2 separate regions of the Mus musculus genome follow, and region 2 is linked to region 1. The links are chromatin contacts, called in public HiChIP or PLAC-seq maps. All regions are on one chromosome and are shown on one strand. Each heading gives the region's core, a stretch centred on a gene start, on an enhancer-like site or on the middle of the called end of the contact. The rest is flanking DNA. Distances are from core to core; before and after follow the strand shown. Region 1 has its middle 16 kb from the start of 1700128E19Rik. Region 2 overlaps Mcf2l (mcf.2 transforming sequence-like).

Evidence for each region. HiChIP or PLAC-seq counts read pairs in DNA pulled down with a chosen protein or histone mark.
Region 2: a contact with region 1 is called in an H3K27ac HiChIP or PLAC-seq map of embryonic stem cells, with 4 times the contacts expected there. The contact joins two enhancer-like sites. A contact is called at or near these places in 2 of 115 datasets of contacts at active chromatin or transcription factors (astrocytes and embryonic stem cells) and 1 of 9 other capture datasets (embryonic stem cells).

The regions. Positions count from the first base shown.
Region 1 is chr8:11,697,685-11,703,463 of GRCm38.p6, reverse strand. No RefSeq gene overlaps it. Among named protein-coding and RNA genes, the nearest start is that of 1700128E19Rik, 16 kb to the left of the region's middle. Within about 2 kb of position 2,608, at least 32 of the 459 cell types and tissues checked have an H3K27ac peak or open chromatin away from gene starts, as enhancers often do. A contact at or near this core is called in embryonic stem cells, where this site is marked.
Region 2 is chr8:12,925,540-12,931,318 of GRCm38.p6, reverse strand. The region is part of intron 1 of Mcf2l (mcf.2 transforming sequence-like); the gene reads right to left. Among named protein-coding and RNA genes, the nearest start is that of Mcf2l, 13 kb to the right of the region's middle. Within about 2 kb of position 2,123, at least 21 of the 459 cell types and tissues checked have an H3K27ac peak or open chromatin away from gene starts, as enhancers often do. A contact at or near this core is called in embryonic stem cells, where this site is marked.

The DNA.
Region 1 (5,779 bases), core at 1,359-3,858:
AAAGTGAGTTAAAAACCATAGTGGGGAGGGGCTGGAGAGATGGCTCAGTGGTTAAGAGCACTGACTGCTCTTCCAAAGGTCCTGAGTTCAAATCCCATCAACCACATGGTGGCTCACACAGCCATCCGTAATGAGATCTGATGCCTTCTTCTGGAGTGTCTGAAGACAGCTACAGTGTACTTACATATAATAAGTAAATAAATCTTTAAGGCCGGGTGTGGTGGCGCATACTTTTAATCCTAGCACTCAGGAGGCAGAGACAGGCAGATTTTTGAGTTCAAGGCCAGTCTGGTCTACAAAGTGAGTTCCAGGACAGCCAGGGCTATACAGAGAAACCCTGTCTCAAAAAAACAAAATAAATAAATAAATCTTTAAAAAAAATAGTGGGGATGGGAAGAGGGACGGGGCACAGAGACTTCACCAGCAAACATGTTAACCACTCAATGAAAGCAACACATTCTGTTTATTTTTATTACATTTTTTATTATTTTAAAACTTTTTAGACAGTATATTTTTGATCGCACTTTCCCCGCCCCAAGTCCTCCCACATCCCTCCCCACCTCCATATCTACCCAACATCATGGTTTTTTCTCCTTACTTCATCTAGAAAAAAAAAAAAACCCTCAAAATCAAAAGAGAAAACCCATAAAACCATAACAATAATAACAACAAACACGTTAAGTCCTTTGAGTGGTGGCCAAGTACTCCTGAGCATGGGGCCTTCCCTGATGCATGGTGCATATAAAAGTGTCACTCCACTGGAGGAAAATGAGTTTTCTCCTCTCTACTGAGCTGCAATTGCATCTCAGTATCAATTGCAAAGAGCTTCCTGGTTAGGGCTTTGGGCCACTTCTCCTTTGCCAACAACACACATTTGAGGAAGACATGTGTGTAAATACACAGAAATCCCACCTGGGGGGTGTAGGAGAGCAGGGTAGACCCGTGATGAGTTTGGGAGAGTTAGTGGGAGTAAAAATGATCAAAACACAGAACATGACATTCACAAAGAATAAAGTCTTTCTTAAAGGTAAATATAACTTTCAGAAAAATAATTGGGGCTGGAGAGATGGCTCAGTGGTTAAGAGCTTTGTTTTTGCTCTAACAGAGGACCTGGGTTCGATTCCCAGCACCTATGTGATAGGTCACAAAGGTATACAGTTCCAGTTCCAGGGGATCTGATGCCCTCCTCTGGACTTCAAGGACACCAGCCGTGCACAGCCACACACAGCCATGCAGGCAGGCAAAACCCCATATGCATATACATTGTTTTGAATTAAAAGAATACATTCTGCCACACCACAAAGAGGGCCCGGGTTGTCTGTGATGTCATTATCAGAGGACACAGCCTGGAGCTGCCACGAATGTGGTGGGAGACTCATTCCTGGAAATCACACAGGGTGCTGCCAGGGAGAAAGCCAACCTTCTCCCCAGGTAAGACTCCCGCCGGGGCCCCTGGAACAAAGAACACAGACATGCGTGGATGCGCCTCCACTTACTGTGGGTCCCATTTACTGTTAAGTGTTAGGTGGTGTGGAGGCCATCTTAAGAACCAGAGCCCCCATGCTGTGGGCTGCTGTGGGCATGTGTGACCAGTTAAAACCAGGGCTGAGCTAAGGATCCTGGGAGACACGGCATTCCTTCCTCTGCCTTTAGGAAAGGCAGCTCTCCCATGAGAGCCTTGTCACCTGCTGCAGGGACAGTCAGAGTCCTTCCTGCACCTGCCTTGCTCAAATCCCTGCAGTGTGGGTGCCCAACACGTCAGATCCCATGTTCTGGAAACGGTATGTCCAGATCTGCCAGGTGCCATGCCACATGGGTCCGGGGAGCTTCTGACACACACACAGGACCTAGACAGGTGGGGACATCTCGATCTGGTCTGTGGCTTTGTCACACCCACTTGGCTCCAGTCCCTGCATGGCGCTTCCTGCTCTCTTCCTCCTTCACTCCAAGTGGACTTTAACACAAGGACCAAGCCATTTGTGATGGTTGCACTTGCCGAGCTACAGCTAAAATCACCTAAGAGGACAAACCTTTGGGCTTGCCTAGGACAGTTTCTAGACTGGGTGGATGCAGGAAGACCCTAAATGTGGATGGTACCACACCATTGGCTCGAGGGGCTTTGACTGAATCAAACCTCAGAGAGTGAGTTTAGCACTCCCACTCTTTGCTCTCTGCCTCTGAACCCGCACACAACAGAACCAGCTGCCTCGAAGGACTAGATCTTAAGAGCTGTGAGCTAGAATAAACCATCCTTCTCTAAATTGCTTCTTGTCAAGTATCTTGTCACAGCAACAAGGCAAGGAACATAAGACACTGTTCCTCTTGTCTCACCCAGGCTGTGGTTAATCAGCCTTCTCCAAACAAGGCGTGGCTTCATCTTCACCCTCCTCATCTTCCTTGGGAACAACCGCATGAAGGATAGACAGACGTGATCCTGCCTTTGCCTCTGAAACATAACTTGGGGAAACTAGAGGTATGTGTGTGTGTGTGTGTGTGTGTGTATGCGCGAGTGCGCGAGTGCGCGTGTGCTGCCTGCTCCTCTGCCCTCAAGGAACAGCTCTGTGGAAAGGCCGCTTTAGGACAGGACAGAGGCAGACTGACCTTGGCCAATGTGTAACCAATGAGATACCAAGTGTTCAGGGCTGGATGAAGCCCAGACTAGAATGCTAGGCATCTCTAAAAGTGAGGCTTGTCTCTGCCTCAGGGCCACAGTTCCTTAACGGTAGTACCAGAAATATAATCTCGGCAGGTTGGGGGATGATAATGAACTGTGTATACACATGGCTCCCCCAGTTCTACTGTTCATTGATGTAGAAATCCTCTTTCTCGCTAATATTTAACTCCCTCCAAACCCCAGAGTTTTCTCGACTTGAGTGAATTTCCTATCTCTGGAACTAGGGGTGTAGAATGGAAGGTCTGACAGCAGAGGGCGCCAGCAGCACACCGGCTCTCCGGGTCTGTCTGTGCTTCGGAGACAGCAGGAGTCCTATGCCTAGTGAAAGACACCCAAGTCGGACTTCTCTGTCCATCTCTGCACACTCCCACCTCCAAGTGTCCCTTCACCCTCTTCACACCCAAGCAGCCCCAATCCACGGGGCCACACACACAAGAAGCACACCAGGACGCACACGCGCATCCTACTGTAAGCCTGTCCTTCTCCCCATCCTGGGGCATGTGGAGAAAAGCAGCCCAGCTTCTCTCCAGGCTCCGCTGCTTCCGTGGTAGGTTTTAGTGGGCTCTAGCAGGCAGCTGTCCCCTCTGCAATGCTCTCGGTATCTCAGTGCCACAAGAGGATGCGGGGAATACAGGCTCTAGCCCGGGCAGAGCTGACACAGCTGAGCGTATAGTAAGGCAACTGCAGGAGAGCCTGGTTAGATTTGATTCCATGTGTCCTGCAGAGTTCTTCAAGTTGCCAGGTGAATCAGGGCTGCAGCCAGACCTGCCGTCTGAGGTATGTGTGTGGTTCTGGCCCCAATTCCTGGGCATTTTTTGCCCACACTGTAACAGACTCCCAGACCTTAGCACAGCTGATCATGTTAGAGGGGTCATTTTGTCCTTCAAACCCATAGGCTCCCAGCATCTGCCAAAGCAGGAACAAAAACCTAACCCATTCACCTGGTCCGTGCTTCCAGGAAAGGCCTTAAACGCACTAACCTTGCTTTTTGGCTTCTGTAATTCTGCTTCTTGCTAATGAAGTTTGACAATGAGTATGTGGTTTTGTGCATAAAAGACAAAGAGCCTTTAACTCTGAAGACACAGGATGGAGAAGCCGCAGGAGGGGTGCTGGGCCTGGACTGAGCCTGCGCTCCTTTCAGACTCCTTTTGAGCTGACATCAGCAGAATTACAAATTCTGAACAAAAGTTGTTCGGTTTTTGTTTTTCCTGTTACTCAGGGTTTCTTTAGAAGCAAGTTATAGAAAATCCTGACCAAGAAGGATTTAAAAAATATATTTTAAATCTCAGCATATGGGAGGCAAAGGCAGGTGGATCTCTGAGTTTGAGGCTGGTCTGGTCTATATAGTGAATTCCAGAACAGCCAGTTACAGCTACACAGTGAGACCCTTTTAAACACACACACACACACACACACATACACACACACACACACATTCATCTCATGAAAACTTGCAGCCTTCAAAATGTTGGTCTCTAATGTTGTGCGAGTCTCTAACCCACAGTCCATGGGCTTTATGCATCCAGGAACAGTCATCACTGTCATCCAACCAAAAAAATTATAAATTTAGTTAAAACAACATGAGATTTTTGTTGCAGTTTCCTTTTTGATAACTCAATTGTTCAGTTTGGGGCATGAACTTTGTAGACAACAATATTGTTGTGTCTCAGTGTCAAAAGATTGGATACCCATGTAAATCAAAATATTGAGGGGGCAAGTAGGGGTTCATTGTAAGACTGCAGCCAAACCAGAGAAGCTCTAACCGAGAATAAAACATGCTATTGAGCCCAGCACTGCAGGAGACACGGGCCTATGGGCAGGCACCCATCCTATGTGCTGATTTCCTTTCCATGGCTTTTTAAATCCTTCCAAACTGTTCTCCCAAAAGCTCACAGTGGTGTCCACATTCCCTGGTGGGGATATGTAACTGTCAAGATCAGTGCCACGTGAAGGAGAGAGGAGAGACCATGTGTTAATAGTGTTGAGGCGATGACCTGAGAGTGCCCCCTCTTCCCCCCCCCCACCCCCCGCCCCCGTGGCTTACCCGATCCGGCTTTCCGGTTCCTGGTGTTCTCGCCTTGCTCTCCTGCTGGCTGGCGGGTTTTCCTTACGGCTCTATGAACTCCTATGCCTATCAGAATGTTGTCATTGTCCCGAGACTCTGACCCCAAATATAATTTCATGCAACTCGATTTTCCCTTCAGTTAAGGTATCTTGTCCCTCAGCATCCACCTTTACATTTATCCTTGCAATGGCTTGATGTATTTCTCTTTTATAGATTTAGAGGAGGAGGAGGCGGCAGGGTCTCACTGTGTGACATAGCTGGCCTGGAACTATCTAGACCAGGCTGGCCTCAACTCACTGAGACCTTCCTGCTTCTGCCTCTAGGTGCTGGGATTAAAGACAAGCATACTGCCACACCTGGGTTTTTTAGATTTTTTGAGATCTCATGTAGCCCAGACTGACTTCAAAGTTCTTACGCAGCTGAAGACAACTCCTGATCCTTCTGCCCCCAACTCCCAAGTGCTTTGACGTCAGACACAGGCCCTGTGACCAATTTATGCAACGATTGAGAATAGAACTCAGGGCTAGGTATGGACTCTACCAACTGAGCTACATCCCAGGGCCCCCAATAGTTATTACAATCTTTTCATATTTCCCAAACTGATTTTCCATTAGGCTAATTCTTTAAAATGTTGAGTTATACAAGAGAGTGGGGGATGAATATTAGGAAAACGCGTGATCTGTGTGACAATGGCAAGTGTCCTATCACTGAGAAGGTAGGTAACACGATGAGTTCCATTTGCTTTTATGCTATTCCTGTCTAGCTATTCCCATCTAGCTGTGTTTGTCAGGTGCAGCAAAGCTCTGTGGTCCCTGCTGTCCGCAGAGAAGAAAGTAGCCCAGCAGAAACCCAGGAGCTGCTCTCTCCTCTGCAGGAATGGGGGCATGGAGCAGAGCTCACACGGGGACCCTTTTCCATCAGATGGAACCAGCCAGCATCTGCATGCTCCAGTCCCACGCAGGGCCTCTGGCACCGGCCGAGGTCCTCTGTTGTTTTAAGTTTCTAGACCTATTCCTGGACACCGCACGGTCACAGTGCTG
Region 2 (5,779 bases), core at 874-3,373, 1.2 Mb before region 1:
TGTCTGTCTGTCTGTCTGTCTGAGGCCTGGCATACAAAGAGTAGCCCCCATCCAGCATGCAGACAGCACTGGTACCAGGGCACATGCTCACACAGCCAATCTACTCGTACAGGGTCAGGACACAAAGAAGTAGATGAAGCTTCAGTGGATGGAGGGGCAGTCGGAAAACTAACCTCTCTGCCCAGGGATCCAGGCAAGGATGAACTCCTGAGCCCAACCATCAGAACACAGCGAGGTCCCCACTACCTAGAGAGTTCAAATCTAGTGACTGGCAGCCACCACCACTCAGATGTCAAGGACACCGTTTCCCCAAGGTGAGCAAATTCACGCTGTGGGCAGGTAGTAGGGCCCGGGTAGGTGTGAGTTGTTATTTCCACATTCCTCAAGAGCAGAGACTCCACAGGCACCCCGTCCCAAGATAACACATAGGGACCATCCCCACAGAGACTGAGATCCCAGAGGCCCCAAAGAGAGCCTGCGAGGACCCTAGCGCAGCTGGGATGGGGTCTCTGGGTCTCTCTAGCCTGGCATTGGTTTCACTCTAGGCCAAGTGGTGGCCAGTGGCCAGGGAAGTTAGGAGCTGGTCAGGAGGTCCTTCCCAGCTCTGGCTAAACCGACAGCAACCATATCTAGTTGTCACAAAATTACTACCTGCAACCGAGCTGCCTGAAATTTTAAAAATGATAACAATCCCCAGATTTCCTCAGAGCAGGAAACGGCTTCTTACAAACAAGTTCTAGGAGCACCACAAGGAAATGTCTCTCACCAGTGTTTCCCCTGTGAACAAAAGCACTATAAATCAAACGGGAGGCTCCTCCCACCTCCCACCCCTCTGCAAGCTTGCTTTAGAGTTAGAGCAGGATGGCCACGCCCTTCTGCAGGCTCGAACTTCTGAAGCTTGGATGCCAGGAGTGTGGCTATAAATGCCTATGGGCAGGACTGTCACACCAGTGGTCTAGCCTCATACAGGATGTTCCTGCTTTGACTAGCCATGGGTAGGACCATCATACTAGTGGTCTAGCCTCACATTGGATAGTCCCACTTTCAATAATATGTCTGTCTTCTACAAACATGGTTGAGTCCTGGGCTGAGCCAGGAAGAACTTCAGCCCAGTGGCCTGTGCATCTGGCACAGGGGTCAACTGTGTCACAGCAACGAGCTGGACATGTGTGGTCCTAGCCTGCAGTGGGGCTTTCCTGGACAGCAACACTGTAACCACAGCGGGACCCAGGGTGGAATCCTACTGAACACCCAGGTTTTAGTATTTCTAGCCGGCTGCCGTGGAACATCTAACTAGGAGTGCTGATTTTCTTAAAGAAAGAAAAAAAAATCCAAACATGGTATCTACTGAGAATCCTAACAAATGTGTGAAGAGAAGGATTCTCCCCAAATCCTTTACAGAACAGGTCTCCTATGCACCACTTCCCACCTTGAGCTCTGCTACCCAGAAGCTCTAACAAGTGATCACCGGAACCCACATGCCCCAAAAATTTTTTATCGTGTGCATGTGTGCACGTGCTCCTGTGTGCTTGCAGGAGCACTCAGAGGCCACAAGTGGACATGAAGCCCTTTCTCCCGTTGATCTCCACCATGCCTGCCTAGCTTTTATATGGGTTCTGGAAATCCACACGCTGGTCTTCACACTTACACAGCTGAACCATCTTCATGGGCCTTTATCATCTCCTTTTAATTAGTTCTGGCTCTGTTGAAAACTCTCTGTGCCAACCTCAAACATGTTTTAACAGAGAGGCTGTCTGGATTCCTAATAAGACAGGCTCTCAGAGGGGACGCCCACCACTGTGCTATTGAGCTCTGCTTTCCAGTGTCTTCATGAAGGCTGATGGCCAGGACTTCTGGATAAACTGACGGCACTCCACTTCTGGCTTATCAGGAAATTATAACCTTCAGCCACACTTTTCCCCACACCATCACTTACCACAGAGAAAAGGTGTGGGAAGGCTGGCGCTGACTCATGCACTACTTGAACCTGAGTTTTGTCAAACGCTCTGCCCAGTGGAAACAGCAGCAGTGCCTGAGGGTCTGTGCACTGCGGTGTAGAGACCAGTTCACAATGGATGGATGTGTGTGCAGGGCGTGGTAAGGATAGGGCCTAGCAGCGCTGAGGAACTGCAAAAGGCCACACCCACCCAGGCCATGAGATGTCACAGATCCCAAGAACCCACAGTGTCCAGATCAGCACTCAGGTGACGGGTAATGTTTAACTGTCAGGTTGTCTGCCCTGGGTGGGGCTCCTGGCCACCACTGCAGCCCAGCATGGGGGCTTTAGGGAGTGGAGTGTACAACTGGGGCCTCACCCTGACTTACTGAGCTTGTGAAGGGCAGTGCCACACCCAGGGGAGGAATCTAGTCAGCATCAAAAGGCAAGTAGAACTTTTCTCCTAAACCAACGCTGTGGTGTCCGGTCCCAGGGCTCCACACTGCCCCTGTGCCCGCTCCATTGTATGGCGCTTAAGGAGTCTTAGCTGTTCCATGTTCATCAAGAAGTGTCAACTAAAGAGGGTTCCCCGCAGTGCTTTAATAGGGGTGGCTGGCAGAGCCTCCCTCCCATGCTCTCAGCACAGGCAGACTCTTGGCAGCCATGCTGCTGAGGTGGGCACCTGTGTCTCTGGCCCCTCTTTGGGCCTTGCTCTTCCAGTTTAGAATCTCATCAAGTCTGCTACCACAGTCCAAGGTTGCCACATGCAAGTGAAATGCTCTACTAATCTCTAGTCAATAGTGCCCCACGGACTTCTGTGATGGAAAGAGCAGCTCTGCCCAGCTCCCTCGCCAGTCCAGACAACTCTCCCCTCACCCTGTCTTCACCCATTGTTCACGACACGGCATCCCCATCACCTGCCCTTTCTCGTAACTCTAACTCTGTCCACAGCACTAGCCATGACTTCACCTCTGACGATGCATAAGCAGATGGCTGCAAGCCCTTAGAAACGCTCCGTGTTCAAAAAGCCATGTCACATGGAAAATGGACTCCAGGGTTTACTGCCCACGCAGGTGCTCAGCATGAACAAGCAAGCTATTGGTTGTGTGAACTGCTGTAGACTGGAGCTGCCCACAGTGAGCCGTGCACAGTGAGCTGCACACAGTGAGCTGCACATAGTGAGCTGTACACAGTGAGCTGCCCCTGCAACCAGCCGTACCTGCTGCCAGCTGCACCTGCCAGAGCCATCTGGCTGCACTGAGCTGCACCTGTCTGAGATGCGCTTGCACTGGGATGGAGCTCATCAGACAGACTCCACTGAGACACGGATAGGGAGGCAGAGCCAGGAGGGCACCCCAAAATCAATATCAGCACCCTCAACAGCCAAACCAGGCAGATGGTGCTGGTGGCCCAGGAATAGCGAGTGACATTTGAGTAATCTCAAGTGTGGCCCAGAATACCCCATATTGTGAGGGGGTGTTTGGAGAATCTCCTCACATCCAGGTGAGGGGTTTCTGGTAAGAGGGCATTGAGCACCCTGGGTTGCACTGAGCAGGTGCCAGGACTAGCTTGGCCTCTGTCACACCCAGTCCTGCTCTTCCCTGTCACTGTGCTGGGCAGATGTCAGAGGGTTTGATAAGGTGACTAGGGACCTGGTACCTCAACCCAGGTTATCTGTGCCAATCTAGCAGGACTTGGCCTGGCCCACCGTGTTAGGGATACTTTCCATACCACATGGGAGGGCAAGGGCCCGTTTCTACCCTGCTGTGCCCATGCTGGTTTATGAAGTACTCTCAGGAGCTGACTCCTGGGGTAGAAGATAGGATGAACTTTAGATCATGGACCTCCAGATGGCTGCCCCTCCTTTGCAGCCTGTGATGCTAACAGGCTAGCTCCTAGTGGACTGCCTGTCCTTCCCAAGTGCGTGCAAATCTAAGATGGACACCAGGAGGCGCTGGTCCTTTATGTCCACAGTGGGATACAGTGGAATTATAGCTGACACCCTAAGGATGCTACGTGAGCCTACTGTCAGAGATCACTGCAGCCCTGAATTCCCTGGTAACATCTGTGTCCCCAAGCTCCTGGGGGAAAAGAGTCTTGTGTTCCCTGCCAGGACCAGAACTCAGCCTCAAGGCACAGCTCTGGCTCTAGCTCCAGCAACTGGAACGGCCCCACTTCTCTGGATGTTAATTTGTAACACATTAGTCTGAGATTGGGAATTTAAACTGGCTGAGCAAGTGTGCTGCCCCAAAGAGAATCTGAACTGGGAGTGGGGTGGGGGTGGGCTATAGCCATCGTGACAACAGGCTGCTGGGGGCCTGGATGGACTGTTCAACCTGGGAGCAAGCCCCACTGACCTTTCAGACAGGGAGTGCATCGTGGCCATGTCTGCCCAGGACTCCCACCACCATAGCTTCTTCTGAGCCAGGCTCTCAGACCAGAAGACAAAGGAAATTCAGATAAAGCCAGACTCCACACCCAGACCATCTTTGCTTTGAGCCAGGATGTCTAGCAGGTCATAAGACATTTTTTAAGGGTCCTGCAAGTACCACTCAAAATATTTTGAAATGTTGAATCATCACAAGAAAGTTCTTGAAAAGGGACACTAAGTCCAAAGTCCCCAGAGAGGTGTCATTTCTCCTGACTCACCTGGCTTGTGGCGCCCTGGTGCTCCCCGACGCTTCCTTGATAGTGACCAGAACCGCCGCCCGGCCCCCCGGGACGCACCCTTTTCTGCCATTGCGTTGCCTTCCTGACGGTTGAATGCAGAGGCCCAGTGATGCCTCAGGACCAGTTCAGGTGTCAGCCCAAAGAGCCCTGAGGTTCCCGAGGCCTACAGGCCTTCTTCACTAGGGCAGTCAGAAACTGTGGAGGCACCAGCCACCTGCAGGACACACCTGGGTCCTGAGCTGTCACGAGAAACAGGTGCTGACGTCCCCGGTGACCTTGAATTTTACCAAGTCATGAGAAAGAACGGGGTCAAATGGCCTCCTGGGTTCCCAGCCTCCCCTTCAGTCCCCAAGCCAGAGGCTCCACACCTGCTGCTCTCCTCACAGATGGAGGCCGAGGCTGCAGGATGCCTCCGCTGCTGGAGACCAAGTGAGAATGGCTGAGCCCGCCCATCTGTGCGCTAGTCCTGCTTGCTTCCTTCCTTAGACAGGGGCTGTGTGGACAAGAGCCGCAACTGTCCGGGAGCTGCTCCAGGCAGAAACACCTTCCAGGCTTCAGGAAGTCTCAAGTTCAAACAAACAACTACAAACCAGGAGGAAGGGAGGGGCTGGCTTCGAGCTTACTGAAATAAATCGGGAAGTTTCCCAGTCTGTTGTCTAGCCCTCAGCAGAGGAAACCGTGAGGCGCCCAGCTTGGCAGGGACACTTTCCATGGGACACGCCGAGCCTCCCAAGCCAGCGGCTAATGACCTCTGCCCTGGTGCCCACAGATGCTTTGGAGGGACAGCAAAGGGACAGCACCGGGGTTTCCAGTGACAGCTAAGTTGGGAGCCACCGTCTGACTCCATGTGCTGGGCACATCCTAGGGCCTCAGACCCTCAGGTCTGACACTCAGGCACTTCATCTGAGCACCATGATAACACAACCATGCCAGATAATGAACACGGTCCACAGCCATCTTCAATAGCTTTATCAGTTCAGACGCAGGAGACAGTGTCGAGGGCTGCTGTCAGGTGGGCTCCCCAAAGACCTGAGCCATGCCCCTCCTGCCTCAAAGGTCCACACAAGGAATGGAGCCACATTTGTGTTTAAACGGAACAGTGTTTAATTGGCCTCTGTTCTCTAGAGTGCGCTCAGGGTTGCACACAGACTTGCTCACCACCTGTCCTCCCAT